2 separate regions of the Mus musculus genome follow, and region 2 is linked to region 1. A link is a contact called in public promoter capture Hi-C data. All regions are on one chromosome and are shown on one strand. The core of a region is the stretch at or near the end of the contact, and the rest is flanking DNA. Distances in the headings are between cores, read along the strand shown. Region 1 holds the start of Ythdf2 (YTH N6-methyladenosine RNA binding protein 2). Region 2 holds the start of Slc9a1 (solute carrier family 9 (sodium/hydrogen exchanger), member 1).

What was found. Capture Hi-C pulls out chosen DNA fragments and counts their contacts.
Region 2: a contact with region 1 is called in a promoter capture Hi-C map of liver, with 2.6 times the contacts expected there. The contact joins the promoter of Slc9a1 here to the promoter of Ythdf2 in region 1. A contact is called at or near these places in 1 of 39 promoter capture datasets (pre-B cells), 1 of 484 Hi-C or Micro-C datasets (neutrophils) and 1 of 9 other capture datasets (liver).

The regions. Positions count from the first base shown.
Region 1 is chr4:132,208,945-132,216,166 of GRCm38.p6, reverse strand. It overlaps Ythdf2 (YTH N6-methyladenosine RNA binding protein 2), which reads left to right and starts at 3,911. Exons shown (of 5, transcript NM_145393.4): 1 at 3,911-4,267; 2 at 4,711-4,735; 3 at 5,336-5,415. The coding sequence starts at 4,241.
Region 2 is chr4:133,364,992-133,372,213 of GRCm38.p6, reverse strand. It overlaps Slc9a1 (solute carrier family 9 (sodium/hydrogen exchanger), member 1), which reads right to left and starts at 2,479. Exons shown (of 12, transcript NM_016981.3): 1 at 1,307-2,479. The coding sequence starts at 1,670. It overlaps Mir5122 (microRNA 5122), which reads right to left and starts at 2,438; the gene lies at 2,350-2,438.

The sequences.
Region 1 (7,222 bases), core at 2,662-5,161:
GTGAGTTCCAGGACAGCTATATGTTCCAGGACAATATATGTTTCAAAACCAAACCAAACTAATTAATAAATTAGCTAAAATACATTTAGCAGAGTGTGGTGGTCCCTGGCTTTTAATCTCAGCACTCAGGAGGCAGCAGAGGCAGATGGAGCTCTAGGACCTTGAGGCCAACCTGGTCTAAATAGAGTGATCCTCTCTCGAAAAACAAACAAAAAAGTTTTTCATGTGTTTGAATGTTTTACCTGCATGTATGTAAAGATACTAGAAGCCAGGGCTACATACATGCTGTCTTGTTAGAGAAGGCTTTCCTACCCCCACACCAGATCCCATACACCAGGTCCCCTGGATGTAGAGTTAACAGATGGTTGTAGCCTCTGTATGGTGCTGGCGGTCAAACCTAGGACTCTGCAAGAGCAACAAGTGCTTTGAAAAGCCGGGCTGTCTTTCTACCTCCAACTGAGATTTTTATTTTGTAGAGTTTATCATTTTTAAAGTTTACTTATTTATTCTTTTTGTCTTTTTGCTTTGCTTTCCTAGACAGTTTCTCTACATAGTCCTGACTGTCCTAGGACTCACTATGTAGATCAGGCTGCCCTTGGACTCACAGATTTAAGGATATGGTGATGTGCCACCACACCTGGCAAAATTTACTTTATTTTTAATTGTGTGTGTATGTGTGTATTCCACATGTATGTGGGTGCATATGGAGACCAGAGTTTTTCCAGTCCCTGTAGATTTTAGAGAGACTCTCATGTAGGCAAGATTGCCCTTGAAGGTATCCTGCCTCCTACCTCCACCATGACTGGTTAGACCTCTGTTGTGGCTACAGGTCAGTTTATACTAGATTTGCTGCCATTATTTTTGGCCTAGATTTAGTGTCATGATCTTCTAATCCCTAATCTTTTCCCACAGTGCACTGGGACTTACTATACTTTTAACCTTTTATTGGCAGACCAAAATTTGTAGCAAAAGAACGAGGTCCTTACAGTTTTTCTTGCTTACTTCTCCAGTCTCATGTGGTGCCACCCTCCCTCTTGGCATGAGCCAGCTATGGCAACCTCTTATCAGTCCCTACTGGTGCCTGCCTCTTCCTCATTTACGGTCTTTGCATATCGTGTTCTTGCTAGCTTCCTTCCTTGTCTGGTTAATAACTCATGGTCCTTCAAGTCTGCCTGGGCTACAGCTCACTCCTCAGTGAACACTTCCATGCTCTTCTGAAGAGGTCACCTGCCTCTACTTCCTCATTGCACTTTGCACAGTGATAATTGAGTCACTTTGAATAACTCTTTGCATGCTCTCAATGTCCTTAACGAGTCTATAAACTCCAAGGGAAAGTGAACTGTAAGCCTTTCTCCCTAGCACATTGCTTAGCGCTCTGTAGGTGCTGTTAAGAGGCTCCAGTGGCAGACCCTGGACTAGAACCTCAACTCAGTTCCCATATAATAGTCTCTAAGCCCTAAAATACTATCATCCACTCCAGCCTTCCCTTCCTGCTTCCCAGGGATTACACATATCAGTTTGGTATGTTCTGTTTATTTAGGAGTCTGTGAAACCAATTTGGTAAACGAACCCAGGGTTAGCATTACCCTTCCCCACAAGGATATTTTAGCGTTTAACTGGGAACTCCTGCAGAAAAGGTGATCGCACAGGAGCTAATCAAGGCTCCCTGTAGCTGAAGAAACTGTCAGAAGCACTCCTCCCTCCCCCATCTCTTAAGAAGATCACACGAAAGGAACCCACAGCATACCCACCATTTTCTAATGTTTTCAACTTATTCCTTTCTTCCTTCCTTCCTTCCTTCCTTTCTTTCTTTTTTTTTGGGGGGGGGGGTTCAAGATAGGGTTTCTCTGTATAGCCCTGGCTGTCCTGGCACTCACTTTTAGACCAGGCTGGCCTTGAACTCAGAAATTCACCTGCCTCTGCCTCCCGAGTGCTGGGATTAAAGGCGAGCGCCACCACGCCTGGCTCCTTTCTTTCTTTCTTCTTTTTTTTAACCTTTATTTTTGTGAGAAACTTGTTAGGCAGGTGGTATTATCCTCTGTCTTAAGGGAGGGAATCTGAGACAGGTGTAATAATTTTCCTAGTGTTGTACCTGGACTCGGGAGACCAGTGTTTAGACTCTCTCTCGTTCTCAGGAGATGATGTCTAGTCTAATTCTCTTTTTACAAAATCAAGCTGTCTCTAAATGCAAGCAATTGCTGATACAGTTTATATACAAAGCTGAGCCATGAGGTTGACTGGCTAATTATCTTTCATAAAAAAACCATTACTAGGCTTCTCTCATTCAATTAATGGGCTCTCCACCCTGAGATGTGACATTTTACTAAGAGTTCTTTAACTTTGGTGTCTGATCTTATTCACTTAAGCCATAAATGTGAGTATAAGCAGACAAGAAATGCTTTGCACTTACTTTGAGCGGTTTACAAAGTAAAATCCAAGAGTCTTGGCTTTTTCCTCCTGAATCTGTCAAATCCAAACCTTCTCTATCTAGCAAGCAGATGGCATTAGGTTAACAATAGTGCATTGCTCAGGTGTCTACCATTTGCAATAGCAAAACCTACTACTAAATATCCTTGTCCAGAGTGATTTTTTTTTTGTTTGTTTGTTTGTTTTTTGAGACAGGGTTTCTCTGTGTAGCCCTGGCTGTCCTGGCACTCACTTTGTAGACCGGGCTGGCCTCGAACTCAGAAATCTGCCTGCCTCTGCCTCCCGAGTGCTGGGACTAAAGGCATGCACCACTACGCCCAGCTCGTGATTTTTTTTTTTTTAAATTAAAAATGCCTTTGGTGGTGCATGCCTTTGATAACAGCATTTAGGAGGCAGAGGCAGGCAGAATTCTGAGTTCAAGGCTAGCCTGGTCTACCTAGTGAGTTTGAGGACAGCTAGAGGCACCCTGTCTCAAAACACAAACAAAAAACCCTACAAACAAAAAAAAACCTGCCTTTGCTCATCCTTTGGCTCTCCAGTGAATCTTAGCTCATGAATACAGGATTTCTTTTCTAGCTGTTGAAGAATGATATTATGTTGTTCTTTGTGTCAAAAGCACAGATCTATTTAATAACTTGATAACTTTGGCAGCATGCTTAATCTCCCTTTTCCCAGCTGTAACATTGTTTGATAGGCACTTTGAACTTGTTGAAAGTCTTTAAATTTAATGTGTCAGAAAGCACTTAATGACAAAGCCCTGCACACAGCACATACTGGAATAGCGTTCATTTTCCAGTCCTTAGATCACGAATATTTCCTCTTAGGGTCCAACAGACTTCAAGAAAGTGTGTGTGACACTGTGCATACGGGTGAGGTGTCTTTTTCTTGGGAATAAAGTCCAGAGTTTACTAGATTATTTTGGGGTCACTGACTTCTCTGAAAAAAAGAGAGTGTATATTTTTCTCCCTCAAAAGTCAAAGGGGTAAATGTCTTGTGTGCAGGGCAGTGAGGGCCGGCTTTTTAATATTTAGTGGAAGTACTGCTCCTGGGTGTTTTTTTCAAGTCCCTGAGGAAGGAAGGTGACAATAGTCTTAAGGAAGGGCGCGGGTGTCTTCTGGGCCGACCTCCATGAAGTTTTCCCTGTGAGCTCTTAGGACCTCTCTTCTGGTTCCTTTTCAAATTGGGGGAGAGTTATCAAATGCAGTTATGAGTTAGGGCTCAAGTCCTACACAGAGTAGAAGCCTCTGCCCCATTAAGAAAGGGGCTTCTGCGTGTTTTCTTAAGACAAAACAATTATTCTCTAGGTGTTTGCCAAAAAACTCCAGTGGTGACCCCCGGTGCCACCCAGGGCTCCTAGGCCCAAAGCGGCGGCGGTGGGGGCGGGGAGACCGCGCGCGCACCGCTTCCGCTCCTCCAGCCCAGCAGAGGGCGCCACGGGCGCGGCTCTCCCTTCCCGAGATGCTTCGCGCCGGGCCCTTCCGCGTGGGTCAGCGACTGTGAGAGTCAGCGCTCGCGCCGCGCGCGCCGCCCGCCTCTGCCGCTCGGCCTCCCCCATTCGGGCTGCGAGGGGGCGGGCGCGCGCTCCGGAGCATAGAGACGGGCGTTGAGCTCGGCGGCCTAGAGCGTCGCCGGATCGGAGCCGGAGCCCGAGTCGCGCGCTGTGTCTCTGCTGCGTCCGCCGAGGCGAGGCTCCGAGTGTCAGGGACAAAAGCCGCCGCCGCACCCTCTGCTCCCGTCGTCGGGGCTCATCCGCCGCCGCCGCTGTCCCGACGAGGAGTCCGCCGCCGTCGTTCCCCGTGAGGATCCGAGAGCCATGTCGGCCAGCAGCCTCTTGGAGCAGGTACAGGCCCAGCCCGCATGTCTCGGCCATTGTGTGAGGCGAGACGGGGCCCGACTAGGCCCGGGCCCGCCGCTCCTGGCCGGGCCGCGGCGGGCGCCTCTCGCGGCTCGGGATTCGGGCCTCAGACCGGCCGCGCCCTGAGTCTCCCGCCCGGCCCGCTCTTCCCGCTCCTCCCCGGGCCGGGCCGGCCGCGCCGCGCTCCCTCCCAGTAGCGGCCCGGGCTTCCCTTCCTCGTTTCCTCTCTTTCCCTCGTGTGGCTGCCGGGTGGCCGGGCTGCCGGGGCTGCCCCGCCGGCCTAGCGCTCGTCCCCGCCTCCCCCTCACCACGCGTCCCCCCCAGGCCGGTTCCTTTCTTCCCTGCTCGGGCCCCGCGTTCATTTGTCTTTCCTTTTCCGTTTTCTTCTCGGACGACTTGCTGCTCGGCGACGTCCCCTCCTCTCGCAGAGACCAAAAGGTCAAGGAAACAAAGGTAAGACCCCGCTCCTCCGGGTGGCCGCCGGCCGGGATGGGGAGGGGGGTCCGCCGGGCCGTGGGGGCGGTGGCTCGAGGACGCGCCCCGGGGAAAGGACCTTTCCGAAGCCGCTCGGGTCGCAGGTGCCGCGCGCGGGGCGGTCGCCCCTTTTGGTGTGGCCCTGCAGCTGGCGGGCAGCTTTTTTCGTTAACAACGAGTAATTCATGAGCGGCCGGGGGTGGAATGCATTTTGAGAAGCACCAGGTCCTTAGTTTTCTCGTAGGTCTTAGGAGCCCTTTGTGTTTCCTCCTCGTGGAGCACTTTCTGGAAGTCACTCACATGTGAAGGAAGCGGGGAGAGAAAGCCGGAGGGAATTGAAATTCGAAGGAGCCAATACACTGACCTTTTAAAAAGATCAGCTCGCTCTGGGGTGGAGACTCTTTTTCACTGTCCGGCTCTTGCTTCAGCCCTGGCGCTCATCGTTATTCCCCGGAGTTTCAAACCAAGTGACTCTTGGAACTAGCATGGTTTCTTCCTGGTGTGAATGTAAACTGATGGATGGGTTTGGAAGGGAGCTCTTCGGACCAGGGCATTGCTAATTTAACTTTTCCCCTCTAGTACAAAATGGTTCTGTGCATCAAAAGGATGGACTAAATGATGATGATTTCGAACCTTACTTGAGCCCACAGGCAAGGCCGGTGAGTAGTAAATTGTTCTATATTATCTGAGGGGACAGTGTACTGTTAGACTTTCTCTGCCCTGTCTCACTTTTGTGTTTGGGTGTGTTTGGGTGTGTGTGTGTGTGTGTGTGTGGCTGACTCCTAATACAACTTACTAATTTGTTATATAAAACATTAAAGATATAAGCTGTGTGGTCAACAAAGCATGTGCTCTGAGACTGCATTACTGATAACGCGAGTTGTATAAGAGCTGTTATGCTGGCATGAGTAATTGCCCCTTGTTTGCCAGGAAAGGATTAGTGCACAGCTTAAGAATATTGGCCAGAGTTTAGCCTGAGCTCTAAAGAAAACAAAACCTTGTCTTTTAGGGAAATTGGGATGATAATGTAGTGAGGAAATTCTAGTGAATGATCACCTGAACCTCACCTATACAAAACTTACTTCTCTTTTGTCTCCAGTGAGGCTCTTTGTGTATTAAAACTATTTCAAAGTGAGACAGTGGGGCGCTAGATGGTGATTTTTGGTTGTTTAGTATCTGTAGAGAACAACTTTGTGCATAGCTCTTTTGGCTAATGTGTTTGTTAAAGGAGGCTAAAACACTGTTGAACACAGTTGACATTCAGACCAAGAATGATTGCGGTTGCAGGTAGGGCCAGGTAGAGGGCTTATGCATCAGTGTGTCCTTCTAGTGTAGTTCCCATTGCCACCAAGAAAAGTTTGAGATACATTTATTTGATGGGAGGACTAGTTGCATATATATGTAGATACTCCTAATATGAACTGTATGTATGAATTGTTTGATTCACCAGCTTTATTGTCTCCTCTTAGGACAGCCACACAATTTTGGTTAATGTAAATTCACAGATAAATGTATCCAAAAGAGTTGAAGGTTTTGATTTTAGGATGCTGTAGCATAGATTAAGAAGTTTGTGGAACATTGATATAAAAATTTGAACCTGTTCTGTAGGAAAAACATATGGCTGGTTTTCAGTAACTTGACATATATGTATGTATTCAGTAACTTGACATATATGTATGTATTCAGATTTGGACCCGATTGTTCCCTAAGGTTTTTGAGATAGCTTATCTAAAAATCTTCATATTGAGAGTACAAAAAGTTTCCACACTGGCTAACCAGCCAATCAAAGAAGCAGAGGAATGAAATATTAATAATTGCTGTTAATGATGTCGTTTGCTTTCCTAATCATTGTAACTGAGTGGGAGCATTTAGGACCCATTCTAGGTAGTTCTTGCACAGTATTGTGTAATTGAGAGTGTGGAGCTCTGGCATGTGTGAACTTGCCATCTCAGGTATAGCCATTCACCTGTGTCTTGGCATAACCTGTGCTGGTGAGAGCGTTTTGTCTTCTTAGAGAAGCTGAAGCTTAGTGACTTTTAAAAACTGAGGTATGGCTATAGACCTTGAAGGACTATGGCTGATTTTGTTTTGTTTTGTTTCTTGTATATAATCTAGAGTAATTCACAGAGCTGGGTGTTGTGCCTCATGCCTTTAACTCAAGGACTAGGGAGACAGAGGCAAGTGGATCTTTTGAGTTTGAAGCCAGTCTGGTCTTAAAAGAGTTCTGGGCTAACCTTTACATGATGACTTTAGTCCCAGCATTTGGGAGGTAGAGTAAGATGAGTCTCTGTGAGCTTGAGGCCAGCCTGCTCTACAAAGTTGAGTTCCAGGGCAGCCAGGTCTGTTACACAGAGGTTTAAACATGCCTTTTTCTTTTTTTAAAAAAGAATTCTAGGCTAGCCATGACTACAGAATATGCTGTGTCTAACACAGGGCCTCATACTAAATCTTTTCTTTTTTCTTTTT
Region 2 (7,222 bases), core at 1,230-3,729, 1.2 Mb before region 1:
GCATTTAGGTTTGAATCTGTATCCACGGTTCCCCTTGCTCAGACCTTGATTTTTTTTTCCCCCCCAGGAAGCTGGCTGCCATCAGGGTGTAGGTGCTGATGGCCCAGCTCCATGCCCTAACTCGGCCACTGTAACCACCTCAGCACCAAAGCCCCATACCAGGAAGCCAGCTCCTGGATCTATCAAAACAGAGGTACTGGTTAGTTCCTGCAGCATGCCACAGGGCCAGCCTCACACCAGTTTGGTGTCCTTGGGAAAAGAAGCTGCGAGACTTCCTGCCCAGAGTCTCTAACTCCTCAAAACCCAAATCTCAAGCAAAGAGGGAAGCAGAGAGAGACCCGGTGGCTCCCACTTTCAGTTCGCTGAAAGTGGGCTGGAAAACTTAAGGTAGCTTGAAAAGCCCCCTAGATACCATCTCCAGGAACTTCTGGGCTATGCAGCCTCGGGAGAACCCCACCAATCACCCAGCAGAACAGGGTGCTCAGGCTGGGCAGGAACCCCAACCCTTGGAGAAGGAACAGCATTTTCATGTCATTCTTCCAAAAAGAATATTTTAAAATCTCTTTAGACCCAGCTCTTCTCTATCTCTTTGCCTTCAATGGGTGGTCCCCGTCTCTAGTCAGTTGGGTACAAACCTGAACCAAACCTCAACCTCCTCTACTTTCTTGCCATCCCCAAATGGCTGGCTGTAGCCATTCCTATGAACTGGATAACGGTTGGCATTTCTGGACTGGGACCTGACTCAGGGGCTTCTGACTGGCCTTGGCAGGCAAAGCTGAGAGGTATCACTCTGGGGATGAAGGTAAATAAGTCTCTGGGGATCCCTGTGTTCTACCACACACCTAAGTGCCTTGTACCTAGTTCCTTACTCTACGCAAAATCCTTAGACAGGCCAAGTCCTAAAACACCCTTTCACAAAGAATGTAATAAATCCGTACTGATTCCTGTTGACAGGACAGAAAGGGCCACTTGCTAAAGGATATTCCTGTCTTACACATAGCTAAGCACCTGCCTCCTCTCTAGGTCCCATCCCAGCTGTAGGAGACCAGCCAAGCCTTGGCAGCTTTTCTGAAACCAATATCAGAAGCATCCCATCTCGTGCACGCTCCTGACCCTCCCTCCTGCTACATAATGCCAGCTCACAGGCCAGAGCTGGAGTTTAAGGACCAACAAAAAGGAGGGAGAGGCTGCCCGCCCGCGTTGCAGAAGTGGTTCATTCAGAGCCTGAGAAGCAGAACCTGGTAACAAGTGGGGCAAGAAGCTCACCTATCTGGTGGTGGCAGCAACAGCACCATCATGCACTTACCTATCTTCATGAGGCAGGCCAGGAGAATCCAGAGGGAGATCTCAAAGGGTGTGCGCACGTGAGGGTAGTCAATGTCCAGGACTGGGAAGGCCTTCCGAGATGGCTTACCGCCATGTTCAATGATTAAGTTGGTCAAATTGTGGTCATCTGGGCGATGGAGAGGCTCTGATGGTGCCGTGGTGACATCCCCAATTGAGCGTTCCCGGGGTGGTTCAGAACCTCTGATGGTGCTGGCAGTAGGGCTGTGCTGGAGGCCGTGGCTCCTGAGAACAGGTAGCAGTCCCACCAAGGCAACCACCACCAGCAAGGAGGGGAAGATCCGAGGTGGATGAAATCCCCAGACGCCGGACCACCGAAGCATCATACTGATCCCCCAGCCTAGGAGGCCTCAGCCCTTAGCGAAGTGCGTGTAAGACCTGGGACATAGGTAGCAAGGAGTCCTGCAGATGGGGTGAGACTGGGGCAATCTCTAGGAAAAGTTCATGTTTTAGAGAAGTATTTTCGTTTTCTAGAGATTCACAATCTCAAAGTCCAAACTGCAAAAAGGGGTTAAGTACCTTGGAGGGACTAAGGAGGAAACCGAAAGGATCTAGAACTTCAGGCTGAGAGAAGGAAATCGGGGAAACTGCGTCCTGAAGAGAGGGGAAGGGCCGGATAGGCTGGACCACGGGCAAGGGAAAGGAGGAAGAAGGATAGGACCTTTGGCTAAGGAAAATCACCAGGGTGCTGGAACTCGGCTAAAGGGGAGGGGTAAGGAGCCTGGGCTAAAGACGGAAAAGGGTGAGACCCACTCCGCAGGGAAAGGCGAGAGAAGGCTGGAAGGCCAGCCTGGGATAAAGGAGTATAGCAGGAAAAAGGCTGGGGCTTTCCCACCCACAGGAGAGCCAGGGTCCAGCCGCGCCGGGCTGAGATTCCGGGGAAATGGAGGGAGGCGGAAGACAGAGGCAGACGGCCTGGCGGGAAGGTGCCTCGGCGCAGGCTGGAGGCGGCTCGCAGTGAGCCAGCAGCAACACACCCCTCCTTAAGACCCCGGTGCAGAGCTGTGTTCCACCCCGGCCCAGCGGCAGCTCCTTCGGTCAGCTCCAGCTCCACTTCCAGACCTGACACAGCCCCGGGTCCCGCGGTAGCGGACTGATGCCTCGCTGAGCACAGCGCAGCCATTTATAGGCACCAACGAGTAGCAGGCGCAGCAAGCTAGAGAGACCTGTCAGCGCCCGCGCGGTGCAGCGGCCCCTGTCGCCCAGGGAAGGAAGTGTCACGTAAGAAGAGGAAGCCGAGACCTAAATTGGAAAAAAAAAAAAAAAAAAAAAAGTACAATCTAACACGAGTGACATACTGTACTATCTACAAAGTGTTTTCTTGTTAGCATGTGACTTTGAACAAGTTATTTAGCCTCTCTGTTTCACAGCTTTCTCAACTGTAAGGTGGAGATGGATAGCTATAACAAAAGGATAACAAGATGGTTAAATGAGGTGATCTATGAGAAATGTTTAGAATGAAAGGGATGGGATCGTGGTTCAGAGGTAGAGTGCTTGTCTACCATTGGTTCCTATGCCCAGTGTCACAAAATAAAGTTAAATGAATGAATGAAATGGGCTAGAAATCTGCACTCTGTATGTTCCCAAGCATTGACCTGTGCTGAGGACCGTGTGAGCTGAAATCCGTTCCTGCATCCCAGCCACAGGTGCTTTGATGGCAATGTATTGGCTTCCCTTGACTGTGGCGGCATAACCCCAGCCTCCCTGTATCCGTCTTTAGGTCCAAATTTCCCCCTTTAAAAGGACTCCAAGCAAATTGAATTAGGAATTGGCCCTAATGGCGTACCTTACCTTGATCAACTTCAAAAACCCAATCTGAGCCACGAACGGTGGGAAACTGTAATTCCAGCATTTGGGAAACTAAAGAAAGAGGAATTTTTAACTCAACGTCAGCTTGTGTAACAAAGTGAGTTCTAGACCAGGCTGAGGTCAGTAGGGAGACCCTGTCTCAAAGAGATTTAAAACAACAACAACAACAACAAAACCCCTCATCTAAATAAAGCCACATTCTCGGGCACTGAGGGGTGGGCAGGGGTAGGACTTCAGCTTCTTTTGAAAGGGCGTGTTTCAACTCATAACAGTAGTGAAACAACCAAAAAGTAAGAGGCTGGGTATTGTTTTTGTCTGTCTGTCTATCTGTCTGTCTGTCTGTCTGGTTTAAAGAGAAAAGAAGGATTTTTATTATCTGCAGACAGAAAACAGCTTCCAGAAGGGGCATGTTCTGTTTTGTGCGAAAGGCTACATTCTTACAATGTAGCCCAGCTGGCTTCTAATTTTTGGCAATCCTCCTGCCTCTCCCTCTCAAGTGGGATTACTGGTATGCACCACCACACACAGCCGGAACTGGAATTTGAATGAATGATATTGATTAGAGTTCAGAAAGGTCGAGACATTGTGTCTACATGGTGCAATCATGAGAACTCTTCCCCCCCCCCTCAGAAGTAGGATCTGAACACAGAACCCTGTGCGTGCTAGGTAAGCACACCACCGCTGAGCCCAGACTGAGAAGTTTTTAAATCATTTCAAATGCCATCCTGTTTCATGGAAAGGTTAATTAAAGCCGAGAAATCCAAGGTGATTTGTTCAAGGGGCTGTTAGAGGGGTTTGTTTTCGTTTGACAAATCTCTTCAGAACTTTCTTGACAAGGATTTCTGCTGAGCTAGGGACATAGGCATGAGGCGTGGAGTGGGACTGTGAATGGTGATTAGGGTCAGCTCCAGAGCTCAAGGTGAGCTTCCCAGCTCTGGGAGTGTCCTGTTCCTTCACTGGGTGGTCCATACCCAGTTACTCAGAGGCAGTTATGTTGTGGGAGTTCACCATGCCTTCAGAGTTTGTGTACTTTCCATCTGGAAAAAGGTGTTTTCAAGTAACAAGAGTGTGATATGACAACCAAGTGTAAAACATTTCTGACTTTTCTGAACCTTGCCACGTTTTTCCAGGAATAGATTCAGACACTGGGAGGTGACCGGAAAAAAAAAAAAAGAAAAAGAAAGAAAGAAAGAAAGAAAGAAAGAAAGAAAGAAAGAAAGAAAGAAAGAAAGAAAGAAAGAAAGAAGAAAAGAAAAGAAAAGAAAGAAAGAAAGAAAGAAAGAAAGAAAGAAAGAAAGAAAGAAAGAGAAGATTCAGAAACAGACCTGGAAAGATGCTTTAGTGGCTAAGGACCATCATTCAAATAAATCCCCAGCTCTCAGAGTTAAAAGAAAAGAACAAGAAAGCCAAGTATGCCCACATACCTTTAACCCTCGTACCTTGGAGAATGGAGACAAAAAAGATTGCTAGGGCTTGCTGCCCACCAGCCTGGCTCCAGGTTCAGTGAGAGACTCCATCTTGAGAGACTAAGGAAAGGTCACAGGAAACATGATTCCTAGTTTGGCGTCTGCCTGTACAAGGCTGATGCACTTGCACACAACACAACACACTATGCATATACCATACCCATACACACATGAGGGGTGTGTTATGGGATTCGGAGACTATCATGGAGCAGCTGTCCTAGCATGAGCAACACCCCGGGTTCGATCCCCAACACTTTAAGACAATACTGAGAACAGATGAAAGACAAACAGTAGCTCCAATGGAGGTGAGAAAAGGGAATGACTTCTAGGTCACAGATCAGAACAAGCCAGGCTTGCCATCTGGCATTGAGATGAGACTTCTCAGGAGACTGAGTCAAGAGGATGGAAAGTTCAAACCCTGCAAGGTCTACAGAGTGAGCTCAAAGCTAGCATGATCAACTTTGGAGAGCTTGCCTCAAAATAAAATGATATAAAAGATAATGCAGGACTGGGCTCAGAGGTTAAGAGCACTGACTGCTCTTCCAGAGGTCCTGAGTTCAATTCCCAGCAACCACATGGATGGCTCACAACCATCTGTAATGGGATCTGATGCCCTCTTCTGGTGAGTCTAAAGACAGCGACAGTGTACTCATATACATAAAATAAATACATAAATCTATAATATTAATAATAATGATAATAAAATAAGGTGGTGGGAACATAGCTCAGCACTGGAGTGCTTGCCTAGCATATAAAATGCACTGTGTTCCGTTCTCAATAACTAAAACCCCAGAGGATCAGAATCAACAATGCCTTGTGGAGTCACTGAGAACTGAAAACCAACTGCTATGCCGTATAACAGAGAATCAGGATGCAGTAGTGATTATTCCCATTCTCACTTGACAGATAAAGCACCAAGGTTTGGATTCTTGAAGCTGTTTGCCTAAGATCACATAGCTGTGGGGAAGCAGTGCTAACATTTAAAGCCAGGCTTTAATCTACACTGCAGACTCAGTACGGATTACTAAAGGGAGAGGAAGGGCAGGGCTAGTGTAGGCACTTTACTCCCAAGCCTTGAGGCCACTGGCAGTCACTGGTGTTCCCCACCCCCACCCCACCCCCTCCAGCCCTCAGTAAGTCTTTGGTGCCAGCTCCAGAGAGAACAGATCGGAGAAGAACCAGGAAATACCACCCCTGGTGGAGGTCCTACAGGACATGGAGAAGGTTATAAAAACTTAACAGTATCAGGAAATAATCCTAGCTTGTAGCTAGGGCACAGTCCCAGGAGGCTTCAGGGCTGCCTAACACAGATGGCCACTGTCTAGACCCTGTCCCAGCACCACCACAGGCGTGAGACCTGGAGTAATCAGTCTCTGTTCCAAGTTCTTCCACCATAAAGCAACAGGGCCAACCTTGTGGTGCTGTAGTCAGAATATTAGGGAATGTACATAAATAAAGCTTTAGAGCAGCGCCCAGCAGGCACCACCTGAATTTGTCATTGTCAACCTTTCTTGCGGGTATCTTGAAGTCTTAAACTTAGACTTTCATGTCTGTTTGGGTTTGTTTTGATACCGTGTCATAATCACTTGTAAATTTATACTCCTGCCTTCCTCTATCTCTCTTCTTTTAAAGATTTATTTATTTTATGTATATGACTACACTGTGGCTGTCTTCAGACACACCAGAAGAGGGCATCAGATCCCATTACAGATGGTTGTGAGCCACCATGTGGTTGTTGGGAATTGAACTCAGGACCTCTGGAAGAGAAACCAGTGTTCTTAACCAACTGAGCCATCTCTTCAGGCCTCCTGCCTTCCTCTCAAATACTGGCTTTCAAACTAAATAACTGAAATGACCTTGAAATTGCAATTTCACACACACACACACACACACAGAGAGAGAGAGAGAGAGAGAGAGAGAGAGAGAGAGAGAGAGAGACACGAATGCTAGGCTCACATGTATGCACCACTGTGTTTGACTTTGATTTTTTTTTTTTTTTTTTTGAGCTAGGACTTCTCTAAGGTAGCCCAAGTTAATATCAAACTTATGGTCCTCCTGCCTCAACCTTCTGAGTGTTCATATTACAGGTGAAGCCTTGATTCAAGGACCCTTTGAATTGGCCCACAAAGTCACAGAGATGATGGATAGGCTAGAAAGAAGAGCCCTGCACAGATTGGTTCCATCACTGCAGCCTCGTGCTTTGAATCTAATACTTCTAAATAAGCTTTATCTTGTTAAAGACCATCCATTTAGCTGGGTGATGGCGGCTCATACCTTTAATCCCAGCACTTGGGAGACAGAGACAGGTAGGTCTCTGAGTTCTGAGTTCAAGGCTAGCCTGGTCTAGGCTACACAGAGAAACCCTGTCTCAGAAAGAAAGAAAGAAAGAAAGAAAGAAAGAAAGAAAGAAAGAAAGAAAGAAAGAAAGAAAGACAGACAGACAGACAGACAGACAGAAAGAAAGAAAGAAAGAAAGAAAGAAAGAAAGAAAGAAAGAAAGAAAGAAGCCGGGCGTGGTGGCGCACGCCTTTAATCCCAGCACTTGGGAGGCAGAGGCAGGCGGATTTCTGAGTTCGAGGCCAGCCTGGTCTACAAAGTGAGTT